Linked DNA regions of Mus musculus: region 2 is linked to region 1. The links are chromatin contacts, called in public Hi-C maps. All regions are on one chromosome and are shown on one strand. The core of a region is the stretch at or near the end of the contact, and the rest is flanking DNA. Distances in the headings are between cores, read along the strand shown. Region 1 has its middle 33 kb from the start of Cd83. Region 2 has its middle 12 kb from the start of Gm2233.

Region 1 (6,624 bases), core at 1,044-3,543:
GTGGCTCCCGCAGCACCTGGGACGGGAAGAGAAACGGTCCATTTGGCTTGTAATGTCTGCTAGTATTTCTCTGTCTAGTTTTTGGGTGGATGACCTGCCTGTTGTTGAGAGTGTGGTACTGAAGTCTCCCCTATGGAGATGTGAAGGTCAGTATGTGGTTTATGCTGTAGTAGAGCTTACACACTTGGATGTCATTGTGTCTGGTCATAGATGTTAAGAACTGAAACATGGTGGATTTTTCCTTTGATGGGTATGTACTGTCCTTCCCCATCTCTTCAGATTCATTTTGGTTTTAAAGTCTATTTTGTTAGATATTAAAATGGTCACACCAGCATGCTTCTTAAGTCCATTTGCACGGAATATCTTTTTCTAAGCCTTTAGCCTGAGGTAATGTCTCCCCTTGGGGCTGAGGTGTGTTTCTTGGATGCAGAAGGGTGGACTCTGGTTTTGCATCTATTCTATTAGTTTGTCTAGTTATTGGGGGAATTGAGACCATTGCTATCGAACGATATCAATCACTGATTGTTGATTCCTGTTATTTGTTGTTGTGGCTGTGGTGGTGGTGGTGGTAATGGTGGTGGTGGTGGTGGTGTGTGTATGTGTGTGTGCATGCATATGTGTGTGTATTTCCTTTTGATTTTGCTGGTGTAGGAATTTATTTCTTGTGTTTGTGTGTGTGTAGTTAATCTCCTTAGGTTGGAATTTTCCTTCTAGCATCTTCTGTAGGGCTGGATATGTAGATAGAGATTGTTAAATTTGACTTTACCATGGAATATCTTATTTTCTTCATCTATGGTGATTGAAAATTTTGTTGGGTACAGTGGTCTGGACTGGCATTAGTGATCTTCTGGAGTCTGCAGCCCACCTGTTCAGTCCCTTCTGGCTTTTAGAGTCTCTGTTGAGAAGCCAGGTATACTTCTAATCTGTCTGCCTTTATATGTTACTTGACCTTTTCCTTTCACAGATTTTAATTTCTTTCCTTTCTCTGTACATTGAATGTTTTGATCGCTATGTGATATTATTATAATTACTGGGTGGGAATGTCTTTCCTGGTCCAGTCTATTGTGTTCTGGATGCTTCTGGGACCCTGATAGGCTCTCCTTCTTTAGGTTGGGAAATTTTTCTCTATGGTTTTGCTGAGAATATTCCCTGTTCCTCTGCCCTGGGTTTCCTCCTCTTCCTTTGTTCCTATCATTCTTAGGTTTGATCTTTTCACAGTGTTCCAGATTTCCTGGATGCTTTGTGTCAGGGTTTTTTTTTTTTTTAATTTAACATATTCTTTGACCAAAGTATCCATTTCTTCTATCTTCAATGCCTGACATTCTGTCTTCTATCTCTTATATTCTGTCGGTGAAGCTAGCCTCTGTAGTTCCTGTTAGAATCCCTAGAGAATTCCTTCAGTGATTTCTTTTTTTAATTAAAAAAAATGATTCTATTTCAACTTTCAGGTCTTGAATGGTTTTATTTATTTCCTTACACTGTTTGCTGTGTTTTCTCATATTTCTTTAAGGGATTCATTCATTTTCTCTTTAAGGACCTCCATCATATTCATGAGAATTTTTATCAGACATACATGCCCACATCTAAGTGCACACCACATGTATGCATGGAGGCCAGAAGAGGGAGTCAGATCCCCAGCAACTGGAGTTACAGACTTCTCTTGTGAGCCACTACATGGACATTGAGACTCAAAGGGAGGGAGGAAGGAAGGAAGGGAGGCAGGTAGGCAGGAAGGCAGCCCGGGGCTATAACTCGGTGGTGGAGAGCTCTTGGAGTGAGTGAGGTTCTAGATTCAGTCCCTAGCACACACAGGGAAGAGGTACCAGTATGGGCGCAGGGGTACCTGTCTGAAGTCCCAGCTACTTTACTTGGAAGGCTGAAGCAAGAGGACTGCTTGAGCCCACACATTTGAAGATAGCCCAAGACGGGCATCATCCTCTTGTCTCTAGGATAACTTCCAGCCTGCCCTTTAGCTAAGGCAGGCATTCCCAACTCCACTCCCGGAGTCCTGCCTGGGGATTCCACCACCAGCGATTCAGAGCCCTTGCTTTTCTTGGCTCAGTTTCAACTTTGGACTTGAGGTTGGACGCTAAAATTCTGGTCTAGGAGAGCAAGCAGAAGATTCGCTCTCCTTGAGCGTATTCCACGGAAATATTTCAAGTTAGTCCATAGTCAGAGTGTTTGATCACACTGTGACAAAGTGACCTGAGAAAGAGCAGGAGACCTATGAGGCATTTAGAGAAGACAGAAGGAGGGCTTGTCTGCCCCATACAGTATCAATCTATTTCTGTAAATAGAACTGGTTGCCGGGGGAAGGGAGTGGAACATAACTGTGATTGGCTGTGGGGTTTCTTTAGGGTGTGGTGTAGGTGTTCTGTAGTTAAATAATGGTGTTAATAGCAAAACTTCAAATGTACCGCCCCCTCCAAACCTCCAAACTGAATTATTTTTAAGGGTAGATTTTGCCACATATGGGTTCTGTTGTGAGCGAGCATGGGCACAGGAGACAGAAAAGCATCCTTCCACGTGCATTTCTTAACTCAGCACCAACTCCAAAAATTATGCCTTGGCTGAACTCTTTTTCTTTGGCTAGAAGTGGGCTGTATTCATTTCTAGTCTTGCTGAGCCCAAATTAGGATTGATTCCACAGCTAACCAAAAAGTGCATCAGTCAATTGGTAAATGGGTGACCCAAGAGGAGCTATTGAACACCTTGTTCTTCTCTCTCTTCGGCTATACAAAAAAGATGGCCATCATCTGTGTAGGCTACTGAAAGGTCTAGTTACTCAAAATCATTCCCAGCATGGGTTAAAGTCTGTGAAAATGGTGGTAACAATTCTCAGGGTTCATTCATTCAGCAAGGAAATAGTGTGTTGTCTTGGATCTGTGCCACTGTCTCTATAAGTACGTAACAGACAAGATCTACTTCTTTTTTTAAAAATTTATTTATTTTATGCATGTGAGGATACTGTACACTATTTTCATGCACACCAGAAGAGGGCATCAGATCCCATTACAGATGGTTGTGAGCCACCATGTGGTTGCTGGGAATTGAACTCAGGACCTCTGGAAGAACAGTCAGTGCTCTTAACCACTGAGCCATCTCTCCAGAAACCCTGGTTCCTACTTCTAAGCCATGTGCTGTAATAACAGGGCAAAACACACTGCTCGGGGCTGTTGTTGCTTTAGCCTGTAGCAGCACTTGTCACCCAGCCCGAGGACCTGAGATTGACACATGGAACCCTCAAACACATTGAAAGCACAGCCTACTGCAAGTGACCTCCTATTCGTCCTACGGCAGGAACACCTTTACACACAGACTGACAGACACACACAAAATAAAAAAATAAAAATATACAAAATAAAATTCACAAACCACGCACCACTGGGTGTAGTGATTCACACCTGTAATCCTAAAAAAAAATCCCCACATCTTCTTTGCTTCAGAAGGAGGGGCATCCTTGAGACCTCTTCCACTGTCATGACATAACAACATGGGCTAATGTGGATCCTCTGGGTCTTCCCTGGGATGTTAACAATGACCTCCAATTGGGAGGTGTCTCCATGGTTTCTTGGTTATGAACTCTCCCAAACTGTCTTGTAGGAGAATGAAGATGAAGGTCGAGGAAGATCAACAGGGTAAGTCAGCCGTTAAAGGAAAAATCGTAGACAAGAGAACTTTAACAGAGGTTAGTCAAATAGAAAGAAGAAGAAAAAAAGTTCACGAACCTGGTCCCACTCAAACTGAAAAGTGGTTTCAAAATGCGACGACCCACAGGCTGTGCAGGCTGTGCTTATGTGCAGAGGAAGGAAACAGTGTACAGAAATCGTCTGACTGTGTGCCACATCTGGACATGGTTTGGCAGCCTCCAGTCTATGCTGGGCTGAGGCCCCAGGACTCATACAAGAGCATTCTCCCCAGTTAGGTTGCAGGGTTACTTATTACGTTAGGTTATTGTTCACTGGACACTTGCTCTGATATGGCTTAAGGCAAAAATAATCCAATGTGACATGACCACACACAGAGAGAACCAGGCCTTAAGGTCTTAAGTGGACAGACTTGTATTATTCTCAGGATGTGACAACCAAGTCTCCAAGAAAGATCAACTAGCCTAGGGAGGGTTTTTATCTTTGTGGTTGTTATTGGTGTGGTTTATGTTTGTTTGTTTTGTTTTATTTGTGAGACAAGGTCTCCCTATGCAGCTTTGGCTGGTCTGTAACTCACTATGTGGACCAGACTAGAACTCACAGAGATATATCTACCTCTGCCTCCTGAATGCTGGGATTAAAGGCATGGGCCACAACACCCAGCCATTGAACATTCTTGATGCTGTTCTCCAGGGTTCCTCTCCTATGGAAGGGTTACTGGGCATGCTGGGGGTGCTGGGGGATACTGGGGATGCTGGGGGTGCTGGGGGTGCTGGGGGTGCTGGGGACGCTGGGGATACTGGGGATAGGGTTTCATCATACAGCTTTAGTTCATATCACCACTTCCTGTATGCATCTTCCCTCCTTAAATAAATTCTTAGGTCTACTTAAACAGCTGAGTCAATCAAGATGGAGTCAGAAAAAAATGCTCACTTTCCCCCAGGAAAGTCTCATTTCATTGGTCAGAAATGCAACCTGGACATCCATCTTTAAATTTTCTTTCCTCTCGTGTGTAGAGTCTCGTGTGTAGATGAGTTTGAGAACCTCCAGGCTCAAAAAACTGAGAAAAGATACGGAAATGCATGCACACACATCCATAAACACATGTGCATGCTTGTCTTGATATGTGCCCATTCAAAAAAAAAATACTGTTTGATGACTTCATCTCTCATCGTGTAAAAGGTTATAGGGTGAATGCTTCAAAAGAAAATGGCTTCTGACTCGAGGGATGACCCAGTTATAAGGAATGGCTGGAGGAAAAGTCAAGGTCTAATTTATAAATGAGCTCTGTGCTCCACTTCCCCCACAGTTCCTACGCTGCAATTTAAATCACATAATGGATTGCCAGCGACGGCAACAGACATTCCTTCGGGGATCCGGCTCGAATTGTTGGTTGACTGTTGATTAAGGACCAAGGGTGACATAAATTAATCAAAGGTACAAATGGAGCTCTGTCGGAAAAGCAGCTACTCTCTGGCTAAAGTCTCCTTATTCTGTACCACAAAACAAGTTCAGAACACAGTCACAGCTCATGAGAATTATGCAAGAACTAAGGGGCTTTTTGGTTTTGGTTTGGTTTTTGGTGTTTGTTTTGAGACAGGACCTCCATGTAACCCTGAGTGGCCTAGAATTCACTATGAGACCAGGCTGGCCCCCTTCATGAATCCTGCTCTCTGCTGCCTCTCTCTAAAGCACTTTCCCATAGATCCTGCACACTCTGGTACCAATCAGGGATTCACACGTATTGCTACTAATATTTTCAGAGTTCAGATAGTCACCACACAGCCCATTGGAAAGCTCAGAAGCCTTTAGGAAGATGCTCAATGCCACTTGGTCTGGAGGTTTGTTTCTTTGCTTATGATAAACCTCTGACATTGATGGGGCAGTCCATCTTCCTATTGACTTTGGAGCTGTGGTGATGGGGAAATAAGTTTTTGCTTGGTGATGATGTTGCTATTGAAGGCAGTACCTTTAATCTCAGTTTTCTGTATAGTCATCTCTGGGATATATTAAATAAAAAGGGAAGGTTTCATGGTAACACACTAAATAGATAAGGAAGGGGGAACAACACATACACACACACACACACACACACACACACACACACACACACACACAGTGGAGGAGAACAACAGTAAAATGGCTTCTTACAGGGAGGGAGGGGCAGGCGGGAGAGGCAGTGATGGAAGACAGATGCTGGGAGTTTTCATTTTGTTGCTTTGACTTCGGACCTGTAGAAATGCCTTGTCTGATAACAAAATGAAAGTAAACCAAAATTATTTCAGATAATTCTCTAAAGATAGAAAAGTTTGTTTTCTTTGGGGGGGGGGGAGGGCAGTGGGACTGAAAAGAAATGGGAAGCAAAGTAAAATAAATGAACTTTTTAGGAGTTGTGTAGACAGGCCAACCACATGGGAAGTGATTGTTATCATGGATTTCAGAGCACTGTAAATCAAACACTTATCCCTAGAGGCTACAACTTAAAGGGTCAAGCAACTATAAACAGATTTAAAATTGTATTATTGATTTTTGTGAGTCATGTTTATAGTAGATAATGTTGATATAACCCATCTGAAATATGTGTGTGTGTATATGTGTGTGTGTGTGCACATGCATGCGCGCGCGCACAGATAAATAATTATGTCAGTTATTGGAAAGCAAACTTCTCCTAAGATGCGATCATGAAACTAAACAACGTGTGAGACTTAGGGCACTTACATTAAATGTAAGTCGACAGCATTGATGTGAATGTGATGGACTTATTTTTATAACTGTCCATTGAAAATTCCATGAATGAGAAAGTAATGAACGTCCCCAGCCGTTTGGTCCAAATTCTAATTTCCATAAGCATTCCGTAACGTGAGGCTGCCTACTGTGATGCAGGCACTGATGGGCTCTGAAAGAGTACGCCGTTCAAGCATAGGTAGGCTGCCTGAGTCCTTGGCCAGTTCTCTCTGTGTGTGTAAGATTTACTTAA
Region 2 (6,315 bases), core at 3,034-5,533, 210 kb after region 1:
CATAGATAGGGAGTAGACTGGGACCAGACCATAGGGCTGGGGAAGGGGAGTTACTTTCCCACAGAATGGACACGGAGCTTCTAGTCAGGCTGTTGGGGAGCTTTGGAGATGGACTGTGGTGCTGGTCTCATACACCATCGAATGGCACACTTCAGTGTGGCTACAGCTGAAATATATGAGTATTTATACACATACACACAAAGGTTGTGGTACCGCCAATGGCTCCCTGTGCTCGGTCAGCTGCTCAGGAGATGGTTGCTAAAAGCATCCTGATAAGAAGTAGGGACACTCACCGTGGAGTCTGCTGTGAACAGAGCTGGGGTGGTTTATATCACTCTCTGATGCTGCATTTGTTCCATTGGTTCAAAGATTCCTGGAGTGTTTCTCTTCCCGTGGAGAAGTCCAAATGAGATTGTTACATATTTAGGGTATAAGCAGGAGACACCCGCACTAACGGTAATAGAACAAAGATAAATTTAAACCTTTCCCAATTTGCCCTTTGGATGGATGCTTGCCTTCCTCTGCATTTCTTAGACAGGCTTTGTCTGAGTGGGACATCAGGAGGCAACAATCATCCTTTATGGACACGTTTCCTTGACTTGGAGCCTATGTACCTCCTCTGCCTATTGAACCCTGTTCCCCATGGAGGCTCCCCCTACCTCCCTGTCCCTCTCTAATGTGAAAACAGATTTTCTTCTGTCAGGAAAACATGCAGTCGCACCCCGATCCTCCCTGGAAATGGTCACTAAGAAAGCAAAATGTGTCTAATGCTAACAGAGCCCCGATTCATTGCTCCTGGAGCCTGTAGCGTTTTATACTCCTCAGCGAGCATAATCAAGGGAGTGATTCCGAACCTTGTTAATCAGAAAGGGCCCTTTAAAAATGTCATGCTGTCAATATAAAACTTTGCTAAATTGCATTATAAATGCCAGATTCAGTCAACTAACACATTTAACACCATTTCTTAAGTACAGTTTAGATTTTATCCGTGCCAGCGAGAATGAGAAAAATACCTCAGGAGAGCCAGAGCCTGCGGATTCATTCTGCTAAGCCCACTTCCCCCAGAGAGGGATTATAAATATTTTATTCCGAAGCTAAGCCATACGTCTAGCGATATTGTCAATATGGTGCCATCCCCTGAAGTTGCTGGCTTTAGACCTAGATGAGTCGTACATCTGAGAGGTTAGCGGGGGTAAGTCAGTGTCTCCGACTTGGTTTTCAATTAGCTGGTGATCCCTTGTGCTTCTGGCTTATGCCAGAGAGGTAAGGTTTCCTGTGAGGCGAGAGTTAAGCTTCATGAGCACCTGCCAAGGAGAAAAGAGGAACTTACTTGTTTTGCTAGAGGGGCAGGGGGAGTCCAAGCCTATGAAAGCAATTTTCGAGTTAGGGAGCGTGTATGAAATCTTTCTTATCACTGTGACATAAAGCACTTAAAAAGAGGAGAGAGAACTTATTTTGGCTCATGCTTTCGGGGGTCCAGTGGTAACTTGGCCACGTGTGTTTGAGCAGAATGTCATGGAGGTGGGAGTGGATAGCAAAGGTACTTCTTTGTAGCATGGTAAAGAGGAAGAAGGGAGAGGGAGGGGCACTGGCTCCACTCGGGGCTTGCTTGGTCCTTTTTCCTTTTTATGTCTGAACTCCCAGCTCAGAGGATCATGCTATCCAATCAGGGCAGGTCTTTACTACCCAGCTAATAGATTTACAGGCATATCCAGAGGCATTCCTCGGCAACCTCAAGTTCCAATCACAACCGGCTACCACAGGGAAGAGTCACTCACGGGTAAATTTGCAGAAGCCCCAATCCCTGTTTCCTTTTCCTCCACTGAAAGATTTTGCTTCTGCATTGTTTTGATTAATTCAGTGCAGCCCTTTCTCCTACCTCCCTATTCTGATTTGGAGTAACCTAATTAAAAGCTTTAGAGCTTGAAGTTTGACTAGAAGCACTTTGCAGATCTGAAAATAGTCACCAAATATTAGGATCTCTGACTGCGAAGAAAATCTTTTCTCAAGGTAACTGAGCAACAGTCTGTGTGTGTAAGCTTACACCCAGTGCAAAAAGATCTCAGCCTGTATATCAGGATGATGTGTTGAAAGATGAACAGTCTCCCCCACTCCCCTGCACCTTGCGTGGTCTCCCTTTTATATGGTCTCCAAGACTATTTCAATTTCTTTGTCTCAGAAGCAAAGATCAAGGTGAGACACATGAGATCTTTTCACAGCCGTTGAATTTCTCAAGTTTCACCCTCTGTTCATGTTTCCTTTCTGTTGCTGTGATAAAAAAAAAAAAAAAAAAAAAAAAAAAACCTCTCTGACTATAAGCAACTTAGGTTTATTTACAAGTCCAAGTCACAGTCCATCGCTGAAGGCATCAAGGCAGGAACTCGAAGGCAGATCTACTGGCCATTCTGCACAGCATCTTCTCATCCATTCTCATCCCTTCTCATCCATGAAGCACAGCAGGAAACATGGAGAGTGCTGCCTGCTGGTTGGCTTGTGGGCACCTGCCATGTACTCTGACCCTAACCCTGAGTTGTCTTGTATGGCTCAGGGCCATCTTCCTAGGAATGGTACCACCCACAGTGGGCTGGGATATTTTACATCAATTAACAGTCAATATATTTCCCCCCACTGGCATGTGCACTGGCCAGTCTGATTTAGGTAACTCCTCCATTGAAGCTCTTCTCACAGATGACTCTAAGTGGTTCTAAGTTGTGTCATGTTAAAGCCAGTCAGAACACCCTCTAGAAAGCACAGAGGCTTATGTACGTTATAGAACAACCAACGTTCACTCAGAATTCTCCATGTGCTAGGCACTATTTAATGTATGTTCTCATCTCTTTCCTTCTTCTCTCCTTTTTAGTGTGATGGGATTAATATTATTACCTCTATTTTATAGATGAGAAAGTTGAGGTACAGAGGCAGAGAGTATCTGGTCCAGAATGCTACCTCTAATAACATCAGAATTGGCTCAGTAATGCGCAGTGTGTCTCTGGAGTTTCCATCCTTAACTAACTGCATCTGTCTGTTCACAGTACCCCCACCTCTGCACAGGACCAGGACACAACCTCTGGTGAAAGCATCTAATCTTAGAGAGACTTAAGCAGAGCTGGGTAGGCGACAGACTTCAGCTGTGGAGCAATATCAAGGAAGGCCTCTGTGGACCACAGGGAGGCCTCAGAAGCCACTGCAGTGGTCTTAAAGTGTTGCTCCAAATGTGGGAACAAATGTATGGGTCTTTCTTCTCCTGCATGGATCATGCATGAATGAGAGCTGCCAAGAAAAGAGCGTGGCTGTAATGAGACACTCTGTACAGCTCAGCCTATTATTGCAGGGCCTTGAGCTGACGGCTGCCTGAGCATTCTATGTGGGGAGTGTCCTGAGTGGGGAGGTTAGAATGCTGGAGAAATCTGAATCGTCATGAGCATGAGCATCAGCAAGGACCCAGGTCCTGTCTGGTGTCATCACTCTGTCATTATATGGGAGATAGAGGAATCCAGAACTGATCCAACAAGTTTCCCACCTGGGCGGATGTCAGCTCTAACAAGTCGGGTTCAAGGGAAGTGATGAAAGCTCTCATCTCACTGTGGTCATGGGTGAACTGAGCTTGTGGCTGCCAAATGTAGCTACAGATGGGGACTTCTGTAAACCTCAGATCCTTCCAATGGCAGGGGTTCCTAATGCCCAGAATAGCTCTGCTTAAGTGCTGTTTTGTCCAAAATATCCTTCTTAGACATAAAAGTCGTATCAGACTGTGATGTTCCATGTAAGGATATAATTTACTGACCAAAGAATAGAAGATTACTAAAATAAAGTATGGACCCGTAAGGCAGAGAACAGACAGCGTGGACATTGCTATAGTTACATGTCTGTAAGTTTGAGATTGTCACCCGCTTAATTGTTCATAGACAGGCACTAAGACGGGTACTCTTCATTCTTTTTCCTTTATTCTACACTAAACTGAAAGAATAGAGCTAAAGAAATATGTACCAGGTGGGCCATGCATTGTGCTTGTGTGCGTGTATATGTGTGTGTGTGTGTTCGTGCATGTATGTGTATGCATGTGTGTGTGTGCACATGTGTGCATGTGTGTGTGCATGTGTATGTGCATGTGTGTGTGTGTGTGTTTGCATGTATGTGCATGTGTGTGTGTTTGCATGTATGTGCATGTGTGTGTGCCTGTGTTTCTTTTTCCACCTGGGCGCCCACCCCAAGCTACAGCTTCCTGTTAGAGCTTTTCTTCTCTATCTCCAAGCCCAATCACAAGTTCAACACTTGTGAGGAGGAGAACAAAGAAAAGTAAGCCCTGCCTGAAGAGGAACTGAAAGCCATGCTGACTTTGGGTTACTTCAGTGGGTAAGTGAACGACACATGCATTTTTAGATTAAATGGGTGCTTTGTGTGCAACATAATATTGATTTTGTTTCCACAGACAGATGGGCTAAGAAATGGTATGCAACCTATTAGGGTGGTGTGTGTGTGTGTATGTGTGTGTGTGTGTGTGTGTGTGTGTGTGTGTGTGCGAGAGAGAGAGAGAGAGAGAGAGAGAGAGAGAGAGAGAGAGAGTGAGAGAGAGAGAGAAACAGAGACAGAGAGAAACAGAGACAGACAGAGATAGTCAGAGACAGAGAGAGACAGAGAGACAGAGAGACAGAGAGACAGAGACAGCCTGGGAAGAATATGCAGCTGACAGGGATGGAGAGACAGTTCAGTTAAGAGCATTTGTTGTTCTTGCAGAGGACCTGGGTTTTTGGTCCTTATCACCCATGTGGTAGCTTGCAGTCATCTGGAACTCTACCTCCAAGGGCTCTGAACTCCTCTCTGGTTTCTGCAGGTACCAGACATGCATATAGCACCGGCATATGCATGCACACAAGAATAAATCCTTAATAATATGAGGGTGAAGCAAGTTGATAACTAACGATTTGGGGTTTTTAATTTTTCTCCATCTTGAACTAGTGTCCCTTGCTTCTGTGTGTCATAGAGCCCTCATCCCATTCTTTGGGAGAACGCTTAGATCTCTCCCTGCACCTGTGACTGCCTGAAGCATCACACACAGGCTGCCCACTCTGCCACCCCACCTTGGTCCTGGCATTACAGCAATGACACAGCCACCGTGATTCTCAGGAGAAAGATGTTAGTGTCCTTCCATCCATTCCATCCACATCCCCATGAACTCAGCAGAAGACAAAGTGAAATCACAAGGTCACAGGTAGAAAGGCTGAGGGGGAAGCTCACAGGAATGGACACGTGTCTTCCTCAGAACTGGGGTCTGGGCATTGTCTTCAGTATCATGGTAAGGGTAGATCACCAGTGACTTCGAGATGGATGCAACCAACCCTGAACACAGCTGGGAATGAAGGTCTCTCTCTATTTTCTGTCTTCACCTGTCTCTTCCTTATAACTATCTTTAGCAAGTCCTGCATATCTTACACTTGGGCCAGGGCATTTTCTAGAATGTTCCATTCATTAGAAACATGCTGATAGTAACTCAGTTGTGATACAATTCATTCACTTGACGTTAATAAGCAACCCAGGTCAAAAGTGGAAGGTGGTGGTTAATTGCTTGCTTAGCATGTTTGAGGTCCCAAGGTTGGCCCCTAGCACTGCAGAAATAGAGAGATCCTGAGAGAGATTTTAAAGAACTGTTGTCAGTGAGGAAGAAAAAAGCTCTTCTCTTTCACGTTGTGTGTAAGGGGGGTTTCTCTACACAAAAGTCTTAAGAAGCTATATACCCATAGGTTCAGAAATTCCCTTTCTAGCGCTTTATCTACTTGACATAACTAGAGTTATGTGAAACTGTGTGCACTGGGTGTTCACAGCAGTTTAATTTATGATTGTTCTGGGCTAATTTTCCATATTTAAGAAAATACTGGAGACATTTAACTTTAAAAGGAGAAAAGTTTATTTTGGCTTACAGAGTCAGAGTTTCCACACCTCAAAAAATTGCCTCTGCTGCTTTGGGGCCTGTGGTACAGCAGCTCATGAGTGTGTGTGTGTGTGTGTGTGTGTGTGTGTGTGTGTGCATGTGTGCATGTCTGTATGTATATGTTTGTGTGTGCATGTGGATGTACATGTGTGTGCATATGTGTGTACATGTGTGTATGCTTGTGTATATCTATCTATCTATCTATCTATCTATCTATCTATCTATCTATCTATATGTATATGTGTATGAAGACCCATACATGTCTATGTGCATGTGTGTGTGCATGTATGTGTGTGTATGCATTTGCATATGTGTGTGTGCATGTATATGTATGTGTGTGTCTTTATACAAAGCTGGTCCCCTTAAGGGAGCACAAAGAAGGATAGGAA

What was found. Hi-C and Micro-C count contacts between places; a contact is called where the count stands out from the background.
Region 2: a Hi-C map of centrocytes shows a contact between it and region 1, with 2.8 times the contacts expected there. The contact joins two enhancer-like sites. A contact is called at or near these places in 4 of 484 Hi-C or Micro-C datasets (B cells, centroblasts, centrocytes and 1 more).

What each region holds. Positions count from the first base shown.
Region 1 is chr13:43,748,863-43,755,486 of GRCm38.p6, forward strand. No RefSeq gene overlaps it. Among named protein-coding and RNA genes, the nearest start is that of Cd83, 33 kb to the right of the region's middle. Within about 2 kb of position 2,294, at least 16 of the 459 cell types and tissues checked have an H3K27ac peak or open chromatin away from gene starts, as enhancers often do. A contact at or near this core is called in B cells, centroblasts and centrocytes, where this site is marked.
Region 2 is chr13:43,957,953-43,964,267 of GRCm38.p6, forward strand. No RefSeq gene overlaps it. Among named protein-coding and RNA genes, the nearest start is that of Gm2233, 12 kb to the left of the region's middle. Within about 2 kb of position 4,284, at least 47 of the 459 cell types and tissues checked have an H3K27ac peak or open chromatin away from gene starts, as enhancers often do. A contact at or near this core is called in B cells, centroblasts and centrocytes, where this site is marked.